Regions from separate parts of the Columba livia genome. Here region 1 is linked to region 2. A link is a contact called in public Hi-C data. All regions are on one chromosome and are shown on one strand. Each heading gives the region's core, a stretch centred on a gene start, on an enhancer-like site or on the middle of the called end of the contact. The rest is flanking DNA. Distances are from core to core; before and after follow the strand shown. Region 1 overlaps DENND1A (DENN domain containing 1A). Region 2 holds the start of PSMB7 (proteasome 20S subunit beta 7).

The links. A called contact is a pair of places that touch in the nucleus more often than the background predicts.
Region 1: a contact with region 2 is called in a Hi-C map of crop, with 3 times the contacts expected there. The contact joins the enhancer-like site here to the promoter of PSMB7 in region 2. A contact is called at or near these places in 2 of 2 Hi-C or Micro-C datasets (crop and liver).

What each region holds. Positions count from the first base shown.
Region 1 is chr19:1,478,640-1,484,817 of bColLiv1.pat.W.v2, reverse strand. The region is part of intron 12 of DENND1A (DENN domain containing 1A); the gene reads right to left. Among named protein-coding and RNA genes, the nearest start is that of DENND1A, 93 kb to the right of the region's middle. Within about 2 kb of position 4,362, at least 1 of the 3 cell types and tissues checked has an H3K27ac peak away from gene starts, as active enhancers do.
Region 2 is chr19:1,175,860-1,182,176 of bColLiv1.pat.W.v2, reverse strand. It overlaps PSMB7 (proteasome 20S subunit beta 7), which reads right to left and starts at 3,619. Exons shown (of 8, transcript XM_065035426.1): 1 at 3,461-3,619; 2 at 3,268-3,361; 3 at 2,976-3,073; 4 at 2,535-2,675; 5 at 1,952-2,067. The coding sequence starts at 3,522.

The sequences.
Region 1 (6,178 bases), core at 3,113-5,612, 300 kb before region 2:
CTGGAACACAGGTAGTCAAAAGCCTTGGGAATGACTTTGGCTTAGGGAAATCAGCTTATCAGAGGCAGCTACTTCGCTGATGCTGGAAGCTCATTTTCAGAGAGCTGGAATGCAATTTATTCAACACGTAAAGGGGAACGCACGATGCAGTGACATTTGGAAGAGAACGCATACTCCAAACATTAGCTTAAAATCCCCAAATGAGGGGATGCAACATATGTGTGTTTTTAAAACTTTGCTCAAGATGCCCTCCCTATTAATTGGAAAGCCACTGCTCCAAACCAGTATCTATTTATCATTTCATATATACGTTTGGGAAAAATATTTACATACCTGTTACAACTAAAAATTTCTTACCTTAAGCATGAACGGCCATTTAACATGTTTTAAATTTTAGGCTAGAAACTCAGGTGACAGCGTTCCCATTCTTCCACTGCCCTCGAGTGTGAAGTAGAAAATGTTCTTTTATGTAAAAATAAAGCACCATGAGATAAAACTATTCTTTATTTTTCATATATTCTTAGTGAAGAATGATGAACTTCACCCATACAAGACGGCTCCTGAAGAAAGGCAAGCTAATCACATTTGCAATCCTTACAAATTGCTTCATTTTCAACATTAATCCTCTCAAAGAAAAATGTTCTAGAGATACAGATTTTAACTACTGCTTGGAGAGCTTTGCCAAAAATAATTCTTGGAGATATCTTTCTTTTCATGGAACAGCAGGAGTAAGCAACGTACATGTATCATTTACAGCTTTTCCAGTGCAAACCAAACCACCCGCGTCTCCACAGCACTTGTGGACTCTGCTCTGAGTCACTGAGATACACCTAAAGCCAAACAGGGTGCTTGAAGAGAGTCACATCAATCACAAGTCTTACATGTTTAGAATCAGCGACATAAATGTCTGTATATATAAAACAGGCAGACAGTTACTCATATGAGATCTGCTAGAAAATTTCTCAGTGCATAAAGCACAAAACTAAATACTGCATCAGAAATTATTCAAAAGAGAGCTCCACTTGGACACAAAAGTAACCTTTAAGGAGTTAAAATGTCCTCAACTACAAGTCAAGTTGAAACTTATTTAATTAGGTTCTGTATTTGAAAAAATGAAATAAATTCTTTCATTAACTAAACCAAACTCCCTTAAAGGCAACAATATGTTCCCTCTCTGTCAGGACAGAGCGCAATGAAATCTTTATTTTAATTGGGGTTAGCTAAGGGGCCATTTGGCTTCAGATGCTTTGTTTATCAGCCCTAAGCTTTACAGCTTAGCCAGTACTTGAAATATTTTATTACAGAATGATTCCATTAAAAAAAAACACACGCACACGCCCCCCCTCGCCTCCCCGCCTTTTCAAACAGTTTTATAGAGAGATAATTTTAAATGTGCGTTTTGAAAAGTGGATGCCCCAGTCAAAGGTATCTCAAAAGAACCCCCCGATTTCCTTGTGCATTATTGTGATCCAGGTCTCCTTTACAAACGCCCTGTGGGATGGTTTCTGCATCGTGCCCTTCCCTAAGCAACCGGGAAAACGCGGCTGCACACAAAGGTCTCTGGGTGGCGAGGGCTGCGGGAGCCCCGCACTCACCCCGCACTCACCCCACGGTCACCCTGCACTCACCCCACGGTCACCCCGTCTCAGCTCCTCACAACCAGGCGGCCTTGGCTGGGGCAGCGTTTCCGAACCCTCCCCGCTGGGTGCATGTCCAGCCTGTAACCAGCTGCAGGAACTGCAGGTGCTGCAGGAACGACGGAGACTCTGCAACGGGTGAGAACTCGGAGACCAACTTTTGTAAAAACAAAAATCACACTGTGTACAAAAGCCCATCGAGGGCACAGCTCACTTCCCATTCTTTTCCAAACAGTAATACAGTTACTGAAATATTACAGAAAAAGAGGTGTCATAGGAATGGACAGTGAACAAGAAACTACAAAAATCACAGCCTCAGTTCACTCCAAAACTGCAGCTAAAATTAATGAAATTACCCAGAATAATCAAGCTTCGGCTTATTCCTTTTTAAACCTCCAAGCCTTAGGAGTGTTCCTAAAACTAAAATAAAACCAAAACCAACCAGAAAACACAGCTCCAAACCTGACTTCCGCAGACGAAATGCAGTATTACGATATTTTAATATTCTTTTCTCCTGTGGTATCACTAAAATCTGACGTGTCGAAGAGACCTATCTTCTCTGTGCTGTTCCCTTGTGAGAACTCTAATCAAATGAGCTGCTCCTGCAACTTCTCAGCAGGTATTTTGATTTGAGAGTAATCACAGTTTTCTCTACACTCTTTATAAAATTTATGTCCTGATCATCTAACAAATAAGTAAAAGACTTAAATTGACATTGGTATGTAGACTTTTCTCTATCAATGCAAACTAATTGTATATCTCTAAACAAGAAAAATGTTTATGAAAAAAAATGTAGTGAATATACCAACTATTGAGTTCAAAGCAAAGACACCACATGTGTCTAAATAAATATCAAGGAAGTGTCAGAGGTAAATGAGAAGAGACCAGGTGAAGTGTGTGTGATGTGTTAATTGTATTCAAAAAAATAATAGAGCAAGACAGAGAAGCTGAACTTCCAATTATCATAATGGTATCTAGTGCACAACACATTTTCAAACTTGAAAGAGACATTTGAAACCATCGGAATTCTGAGCAGAATACCTCCAGCTGTGTGCTGCAGAAATCGCACACGCTGTACACGCGGTTTATTTCAATACCAAGTAAAGTTACGACTTACAAAACACGTATTTCAGTCACAATAGAATATCTGTCATTGCCAAAAGCTGCTACTCACTGAACGAAAGGAACAGAAAACAATGAATTAAATTAGCAAAAGATAAGAAAAGACAGAGTCTTTCCATTTGATGTTTTACTAGACTGAAGTAGCGTGTTTTGAAGAGCCCTTCGCAGAGTTTATATTTTTGTGCCCCCCAACCAGAAGAAAGAAGAAAAAGGTGGTTCCCAGTGCTAAGTTACGTTTTTGTTTATGTGGCATTTTGGTCAGTAATGCTCTGCCCACACCAAAAGCAACGCAATTGTGAACAAAGCTGCCCAGTTCTCTGCTGAGACGCAAAAGCCACAGCAGAAAAGGGGCTCAGTCCCTTCCACGTCTTCCCTTCCCAGAAGCCTTAAGCACGGGTGGGCCGCCAGGAGCCCTGCCTGGAGCCACCAGCACCGCGAACACCGCTGACGCTCACGTGGGGCGTGCTCAGCCCCAGCGCAGCATCACGATTTCTCCATGTGATTCCAAAGAAAAGGACAACTGGGAAAGGCAGCAGGTCTGGAACACGCTGAGCTGGCGGTTCCGTCACGCATACAAACGTCTCGCGCCGTCTTTAAGCCTTAAGCGTTTCCAGCTTTCATTGTATGAGCTCTATCACCTACCCATGCAAATCATCGCAAATAATTTTGATTTACTGCCTTTCACTTTAATCTTTTTGTACCATAAGGGTACAAATTGTATGCTCCAATTCATACACAATCTATAATGAGCATGCTGAAAAAACAAAGTGGCTTGATTTATCTATTATGAAGCTCTATTAGTTTGTTCCTGATTAAATATTCTAATTTTTATCATTAATTCATCAAGTTTGCCTGCTACTGGATTCTACTGTAGAAATCCAAATACCAAATCTCTTCTACCATCTCTTTTCAGGGTAAGCTGAACTTCTGTTCAATTGTACAGCTGCTCAGTCTAGTGAGAAGGTAAAGTGCGCTCGTTCCCTGCCTGGACGGTCCTGGGCTGGGGGTTCCTGTGCTTCGGTTTGTGCTCTGGGGGTCGTTTGATTGGCTTTTTTCCTTCTCTCTCTCCCTTTATTTTTGTGGAGGGTGTGTTGTTTTGGGTTTTTTTTCCCTAATACTGAATGCAACTTATTCACAGCTCATTTAAAAACCACACAGTCACTGAGTGCCTCACACAGAAGCTGAATTCATCGGTCATGTTATTTTACGCTTGCTGTTTGTTCACTTGCTTCATTGTTCTACTCTAAGTCCCCTGCGCTTTATTAGCTCAGGAAATATCTTCAACTTTTCCTGCATGGCGGCATTTGCACACTGCTTCATTGCTTGCTGAGGCTGTGCACTCTCAATTAGAAGTAAAGTATCAGGAGAAAACCCAATAAAAACACAGGCAAAAGCCAGCCTAAAACACACAAACAGCGCCTTGAAACAAATTGAGGAGAAACAAACACAAGTGTATAAAATAGCACAAAACACAGAGAATCAGGTGTGAAAGGCAGAGACAAATAATTTATCAGCTGAATATACAAGTCCTTCCACAATAAAGCTGAAGCACCACGGAGCTGCTCTGCGCCGTACAACCTTCCCTGGGCACAGTGGCCTTTGAGCAAAGCTGCTTTAACTTGTGCAGCCACACCGAGTGACCGACCCCGTGCAGTCTGAGGGCTGAACACGGAGTTTCTGCAGAGCCTGCGAAGTTATTTACACAATGGAACACGAGATGCTTCTCCTCCGCTTGCTCACGGGTTCCAGCCAACTACGATACCACAAAAACTTAAATGTCAGCATGGGGCAGGTAAATACCAACAATCTCAAGAGCAGCCCTGTGAACATCAGCACTCCAAAAACCATGTTCAAAGGAACATCACGCTTCTGGTGTTATTGCTGTCGGTGCCCTACAAGGGACAGAGCACACGGGCCCTGCTCTGGGCAATATTTCTAGGCTGAAGTCCAAATCATTCCCATGCTGGTTTGTCTTTGTCCTTGGCGGGGAGGCATGTATTTGGTTTGGTTTTGTTGTTGTGCTTGTAAGTCTTTTACTTTTACACATGATGGACAGGACAGTTTGCGTCCTCTACAGGAGCAATGCCATCTTCGGCAGAGCGTCACGCTGATTTTCTCAGATATTATTGCTTCCTACCTTTCTTTCAGCATCTTAGTTTCCTGCCCCTAGCGTGGCGTACAGAATTGCACAACACAGGATCTTACAAGAGTGTGGAAATTACAAACCAGTTCTATTTACTACATAACAGACTGCTATAAGAGATTAAAGTGAATGTCTTTTCAGTTTCATTAACATATGTATATCTCAACAGACTTCGATGTAGAATATTAAATGCATTTTGAAGAACAGTAAATGCTTCTTAGAAAACCAGCCATTTTTAAGTTTTAAAATGGCAAAAGCAAAAGCTGAAACTTGTCTGTAGCAACTGAAATGCTCAGAGACAAAACACCACCAGGACTGAAATGAAAACACAAACCGCACAGAAAACAAACAAACAAAACTGTCTTTCCCCAACAGATCTTCGGCAGTCGGTGCCTGCATTCCGGGCGCTGTGTCTGCCAGAGCACTTGCCGTAATTGGTAAAACAGAACAATAGTTACAGGCAGTTTTTAAGAGGGATTGTCAAAAACTAACTTCAAATACCACAAAACGCAGAATCTTCATACTAGGGAAAAAAAAAATATCTTAAGTTCCAGTTCCAAAACATACAGAAAGTCAATTTATCTCCACTTTTATCATACAAACATCAGGTTTTACACGCTGCCAATGTCACTGTCATTGGCTACTCCCACCTGTTAGTAAAGTCGTGGAGATGAGACTCAGAAATCCCCATCATTCAGGCACCACTACACTGGCCATACAGGATATATTTGAGAGTTAACAGCAACTGAACAGGAAAAAAGTATAGATGGGTGGGGAAAAAAATATATATTAATTATACACCAGCACTCACTTGAAAAGCAGCACAACAAAACTGCAGGTAAAGGAAGTGCTTGATTTTATGTGCTTCTACTCAGTGTTTCACCTACACCTTGGGTGTTTTTAATACATGTAACATTAGTGATCTTCCTTCTTCATTTTTACTACATATGGACAACCACTCCTAAAACCCTGACTTATTGAGACAAGTCTGGTGAAAGGGAAGGATCTTCTCTGCATGCAATGTATAGCTTTAAAATATACATGCAAGGGGAAAAAAAGCTCCACAAAAGATGGCTGAGTAGAGGAAGTAACTGGATCGTGGCAATTACTGGGACTTGGAACCAACTATTTACTCTTCCACTGAATAACTTAAAAAAATAATTCACCATGGCAACAATCATTCTTCATAGCAGATAAAGCATTGAATGCTACAAAGCCTTTTCAAAATGAATTATGCACCAGTATGTAACGTGCACTTTTTTATGTTACTGCACAC
Region 2 (6,317 bases), core at 2,370-4,869:
TTTCCACCTTTCATTTATGTGCATCAGCTACCCTTTTTAATAAAATATATCCTAGGCAGTGGAGAACACTGGAGTGTCGCGGGTGCGGAAAGGCAAAGGATACCTGTGCTGAGAAGGGCTTTGTTTGACAGAATGGCCAAACCAAACACGGCGTCACCACACACAGACCTGCTACAGCCCACAGCAGATCACAGTTTATCATCCATCTTCTACCTCCTACTTGTTTGAACCTGTTTTGCTACTACGTTACTTTCATAGCAGAGAAAAAGTAGTGGCCAGAATTTTCAGAAATGCCAAATTTTAGAGCTTTTGAAACACGGGCACGAAGGTAACCATGTACATAATGGAAATGGAGTGACTTTACCCAGGCAATGAACTACTACTGGCTGGAGAGCCAGCTCTGGGTTTACAGTTTACTGCAACGTGGGCTGTAAGGCAATTGTAGGAATCAGACATTCGGGGTTTTATATCACAGGCTGAACAATGACACCGCACGCCCACCACACGCACTTCCCGTGCCGGTCAGTCCTCGCCGCTTCCCGCAGTAATGGCACCATCTATCGGTCCCACAGCACCGCTGCACAACTCCCGTAAATCAACCCCACCTCTTGTGACAGATAACACACCATTCCGTTGAACCGCTGCCCTGCTGCGGCAGAGCGAAGATCCAGAGCAAAAATAAAACCCTTTAACATTTCCAACACAGTATGTAGGTGTTTCATCTAGAGGTGCTAACCGTGAACAGAAAAGGTTTAACTAAAACTAAAGTTTTCTTTCCCCACTGCAGAGTCAGCACAAAAGCTGCATCGGACAAAGGTGGAATCTGGTCTGCTAACCTGACACTTCATTTTCAGATCAATTTTGTGATATTTGTAGTTGGACCCTACATTACACTCCCACAGCTCTAGCAAAGCCAAGCTTTCCTTTCAAATCATTCACGTCTTCAAAATGAAACGCAAGTCTGAAATGATGCAATGTTTTCTTGAGTGACCAGAGAGCAAAAATAATCTGCAGATCTGCATTCTGCTACCACAAAGTACTTATTTCAACGTTATCTTATATTCTTGTTTATAGCTGAAAAATGGCAAGGAAGAATACATTTACCAAGATTGTATTTTGCAATATATCCAGAACATCGCTTTTATAATCGGTCTGGACAGGGCAGCACCTATATGTCAAAAGCATGCAAGCAATCTGTGGTCCCAGCTTTCAGTATTGTCACCCTCCCCAGTTCAAAACTGAGCACAACGTACACAGAACTGTGTATACATAGCGCTCAAATTCCTACCACAGAAAACGTTACGCGGACAGAAGAGCTGGGTACTAACACCTAACAACCTGAGGGTGGGCTACGAACGTCAAGTTGACCCCAGCGACAGACAGAACTAAACGTCTCTACTGAGCAGCTCCGTACAGCAGGTTAAACCAACTATTATATGGACAAGTAAAGCAGTTGTTGCTTCACTACAATGAAGCACCTTCTTGAGTAAAATACAGCTGCTACTTAGCAAAAAAGACAGAAATACAACAGTCTGGAAGAAGCAAGGCGCATGTTTTTCATAATGAAACTAGGGAAAATCCTCAGGCAGAAAGTAAATCACCCAAATGAGAGTTTATATGAACCACGAGTTAGTATTTTCTGCAAATCAAGCTTCCACGGATTTTTTTTACAGCAAGTTTTTGGAAATCTCACAATTCTCTTGCTTTAAAATATGCTGGAGAATGCACACAGCAATTTTCCTAATACCACATTTTTGGCAGCTTAACTAGTACAATAGTCCATGTTTTTAAAGCGTTTAAACAGCAGTGCACCTGCCGTGAAAATATGAGCACGATTTTATCTGTGAGGTCTGCACAGCTCCCAGCAAACACTGCATTTTGAGTACAAACACTTAGAACAATCATCCAAGACGTTCAGCGTTTGGCAGCACTGCAATACTGTGCCACTCACCCATGGTGACGTAGGGCAGCTTGTCCGTGGATCCGTGGGGGTAGATGCTGTAGAGGTGAGGGCCTGTGACATCGACGCCCCCCAGCACCAGGGCAGCACCGATGTACCCCTGGTACCTACGAGCAACGGCCACACGTGAGCCTGCGAGTCCACCCCCAAGCTGTGGCTCTTCACACAGCACATGCATTTGAGAATTTTGCCACGATTGTACCAGCTACATCTTCGTAATAGAAAGACAAACTACTGCTCACACACAGTGAAAGTTAAAAAATTTACCGAAATATGGGATGTTTCAGTGTCAAGAACAAACAAACACCGGGCAATGCTTTTGTACCAATACGGAGAGAATTCAGAGTAGCTTTCAAGCCTTAAATTAAATTCCAGTATCCAAAATTAAGTTTTTCTTTAGGGACTTCAAAAAAACCCACGTTCCTGTGTTTCCCCATTAGATGCTCTTGGCTGCCTAAACTTCTCAATCTGTTACTACGAAAGCTGAGCAGACCAAGGAAAGACGCTCCTTCGCTGGAGCTTCATCTGGTCGTTTTAACTACATTGTTAATAAACAAGAAACACGCTCGGTTACCTGAAAAGCATTTGTTTTAGCATCCGATTAGCTGTGACAACTCTTGGGAGTCGTCCAGTGGACAGCGAATGGAGCTCCAGGTTGGAAGAGATCAGCTGAGTTGTCATCTCAGTATCGGCAGCTGTTCCTGCACCACAACAGCTGGAAAATGTTACAAGTAAGTGATGGAGAGGTGGGGAAGAGAGGGGAGACTTAATGCTTGAACCAACAAGCAGAAATTTTTCCATTACAATATTGAGGAAATTAAGTTCTAATACCATCGATATTTTCAGAGTATGAAACAAGACAGTCTGTTGAAGTGCAAATGAAATACCAAAAATGAACAAGCCTTGCTAATACATGACAATTTTAAAGTACACATTAACAATTGTTTTTAGCAAAGAGCACCACTAAAAATCCCATCGCTGTTACCAATGAGCAATAAACAACTTTACTACTTACTAGATATTAGGGGAAATGAAGTGTATTTTCGAACAGTTCTTGTCAGCAACAACCATGCCTTCGGTCGCTCTCGTGTCCGCTCCGAGCACGATGCCGTCCTGCGGAAACAGTTATTCCCAAACCTCGGCATCCGGGCGGATCCTCCCGGGGACACGCGGGTGACTCAGCGGGGCCCGGACGGCGCTTCAGGCCGAGCGGCCTCTCCGGCCCGGAGCCTCCGCACCCGCCCGGCTGGAGGCAGCGGCCCGGCCCGGCCTCCCGCCCGCAGCGCCGGGGGACGCGCCCGCCTCACCTTGAACACGACGCCGGCGATGGTGGTGCCGGTCTTGCGGGCCGCGGGCAGGCGCAGCCCCTTCGGGACCAGCTCGGCCTCCAGCTGCGAGTTCCTGCAACACAGCGCGACAAGTTGGCCCGGGCGGGGGCTCCCCCAGCCGCAGCCCCCGCGGCCCGCCCGCGCCCGGCCCCGCGGCCCGCCCGCCCCTCACCGAGCGCAGTTGTCGAAGCTGAAGCCGCCGCTCGGCGCCCGCAGCACCGATACCGCCGCCATCTTCCCGCTCCGCCCGCGGGCACTTCCGGGTCAGCTGCCGGCGCGCGCACCGGGGCGGGGCCTGTGCCGGGCCACGCCCCCGCCCGGCCGCTGCCCGCGAAATGGCGGCAGGGGCGGCACCGGAAGTGCTGGGTTCTGCCGCGGAGCGTCCGCGGTTCCCGCGGGATGGGCGGGACGGGTCTGCGCCCGCGCTGCGCGCTCGGGATCCGCCCGTGTCCCGGCAGCTTTGACCGGAACCCGCGGGTTCTGGAGGGTTTGGCAGACGCGCGGGGCAGCAGCCGCCGTGCCCGGTTAAACACCCACGGTGCGGGGGGACCGGGACGGGCCCCGCACCGCTACCCGCGCTGCGGCACTGCCGGCGCGTCCGAACGTGCCGCTGTCCCGGGGCCCGGCCGGGACGGACAGACGGGACGGACAGACGGGACGGACAGACGGGACGGACAGACGGGACGGACAGACGGGACGGACAGACGGGACGGACAGACGGGACGGACAGACGGGACGGACAGACGGGACGGACAGACGGGACGGACAGACGGGACGGACAGACGCGGGTCCGGGCTCCGAGCGCTCCGCGTGCGCCGGGGTCGCCCGTTCCTCCTGTGCCGTTGGTGTTCCCCGTTCTGACCGTCAGTAATGCTGCTTGGACTGGGTTGCAGGGCTTGTCGGATGGGTTTTGTGACACTTTGAGACTCTCAAAATGATAGGTGAAGGGCAAAAAGGGAAAAAATCCCCAAGTTTTATGTTTAGGTCTTAACAAAGAACCTATAGTTGCACGAGAGAATGCAAACCTACCTAAAATCGCTGTGCTGTTAATGTAATGGCCGTATGGTGAAATAAAGAAGATAAACGCCCCTTCTCAAAATCAGGGGAGTCCGGCTGGATGTCAAGGAGATCAGTGAAACTAATTCAGTGTTTCCTCCGTTACAACTTTTCCTCCATCTTACTGACATGTTAAAAGGAAAAGCTTCGTGTATCCATAGAGAAAAGAATTTGTGGCGGCTTCTCAGTAAAGAATGCATTTGAACGCAATGCAGACGTGTAGTGAGATTTTTTCAGTCTGTTACGTATCAGTTTTGCTTTCTAGATGTATAAGTGCCTGAAATTAAAAATCTTGTTGATTTAAAATAAAAGCAATATGTTATTTTTCCCAAGCGTTGGGCGGGAGGAGCCGCGGAGCCAACCGTGGCGCTCGAGCTGCTGTGGAGCGGGAAAGTCCATCAGCTCCTGTTGGGAGAGGAGATCCTGAGCTTCCCGAGCCCTCGCTGCGGACGCCTGGCAGCGGGTGACATGTGCTGACGGTGCTCAGCGTCCCTGTGCTGCTGAAGGGGAAAGGTGCCTGATATTTGAAATGAGTTGTGTCCGGTCAGTTGCTGTCACCTCAGAGAGCCGTGGTGCTGTGTCCCACGCGGGCCGGGCGCCCCTGGGGACACACTGCGAAGCTCGGGGAGCTCCAGAGGTCACGTTTTGGCACAGGACACATCGGGCAGTGTCCTGTGTGTGGTTTCACCGCTGCTGTCCTGCAGGGCCCATAAGAGGCTTGACTGCTTGGCTTGAGATGGAGCACAAGGTACCGAGAGCACTCATTCCAACGGACCACAAATGACCATCTTTAAGATAAGCACACAGAGAACCTGCGTTCTGTGTTCTCCTCTTTCTTTCAACCCTTGGGTACCTAAAATCCCATTTTCTTGTCCACCGGTTGGGCTGGGAAGCTGGCTGAGAGAAAGAATATCCTGCTGCCAGATGCTCTTTTTTTCGTTCTAACACAGTTGTTTTTCTCTTCACTTGATAAAGTTAAAATAAACAGTCTCTGGGGTGAATTACAGGCGTCAGAATTGGATTGGCATACAAACTGTAGAGCAGTTGGTGGCTGGGAGTCTGGGGAAAAAGAAACAGCAGGTTTTAGCTAGAGGGGACAACAGCTTTATTTCCCTCTTGGTCCTTGACAACTAAGCAGATGTCCTACAATTATTGTTTTACCTTCTAGTAATATAGTGTTTTTTCCCGTCCTCCCAGGTATGCGACTGGCTCTTTTGCAGATGTGCAAGTGCATCTCTTCCCTAGTTCAAATCCATCTTCGTGCACCACTAGCTCCATCTATTGCCCATTAATGGTTGGCTGAGATTCAGAGAGGCGCTTCCCCAACCCGGGACAATGAGCTGTGCTGGAGCCTGAAGAATGCAAACTTTCCCCTGTATTTTTCTATAGCAGTACCGAAATCTGTTTCTAGCCTTAACAAAGCTGCAATCCAGGTTTATCATCCTACAAGGCATCTGACAGGGAAGTTAAATAGCATTCCAGACACATTTTTGAGAACTTACTTGGGACACGAGGAATGTTCGTGTTTTTCCCAACAGGTGGGCGTTCAAGCTGAAGCCTGTGTCTATACAGTCTGTGTGTGTCTGCAATGTATATATTCCCAGGTATTTTAGTGTCTGCATTTGCACCATGCCTGGTTTCCCAGGTTTGTATTCAGTGTCTGCTTTGTCTGTGAGTGCCAAATGACTCCTTAAATTCTTGACCTTATTTAAAGAGATGTTGGGTAACTTGGAACATTTAACAAAATCTGCAGTACAGTTTCAGTCTGCACAGCTTGCACCTGCTCTTGCAGTGTGAAAGACAAACACGCTGTTTCTTCAGGGTAACAAGTGTAAATCACAAGTCGATTTTCTGCTCTCTAGAACTAGAGTTGCAAAAAGTAAAGTCATAGCAGACAAGGCCTTTGATCCTCTAGAGACGGGACTGGTTTTGTGTAACGGGAAGGAGTGATGGACAGAGGGTTTCCATTGTTC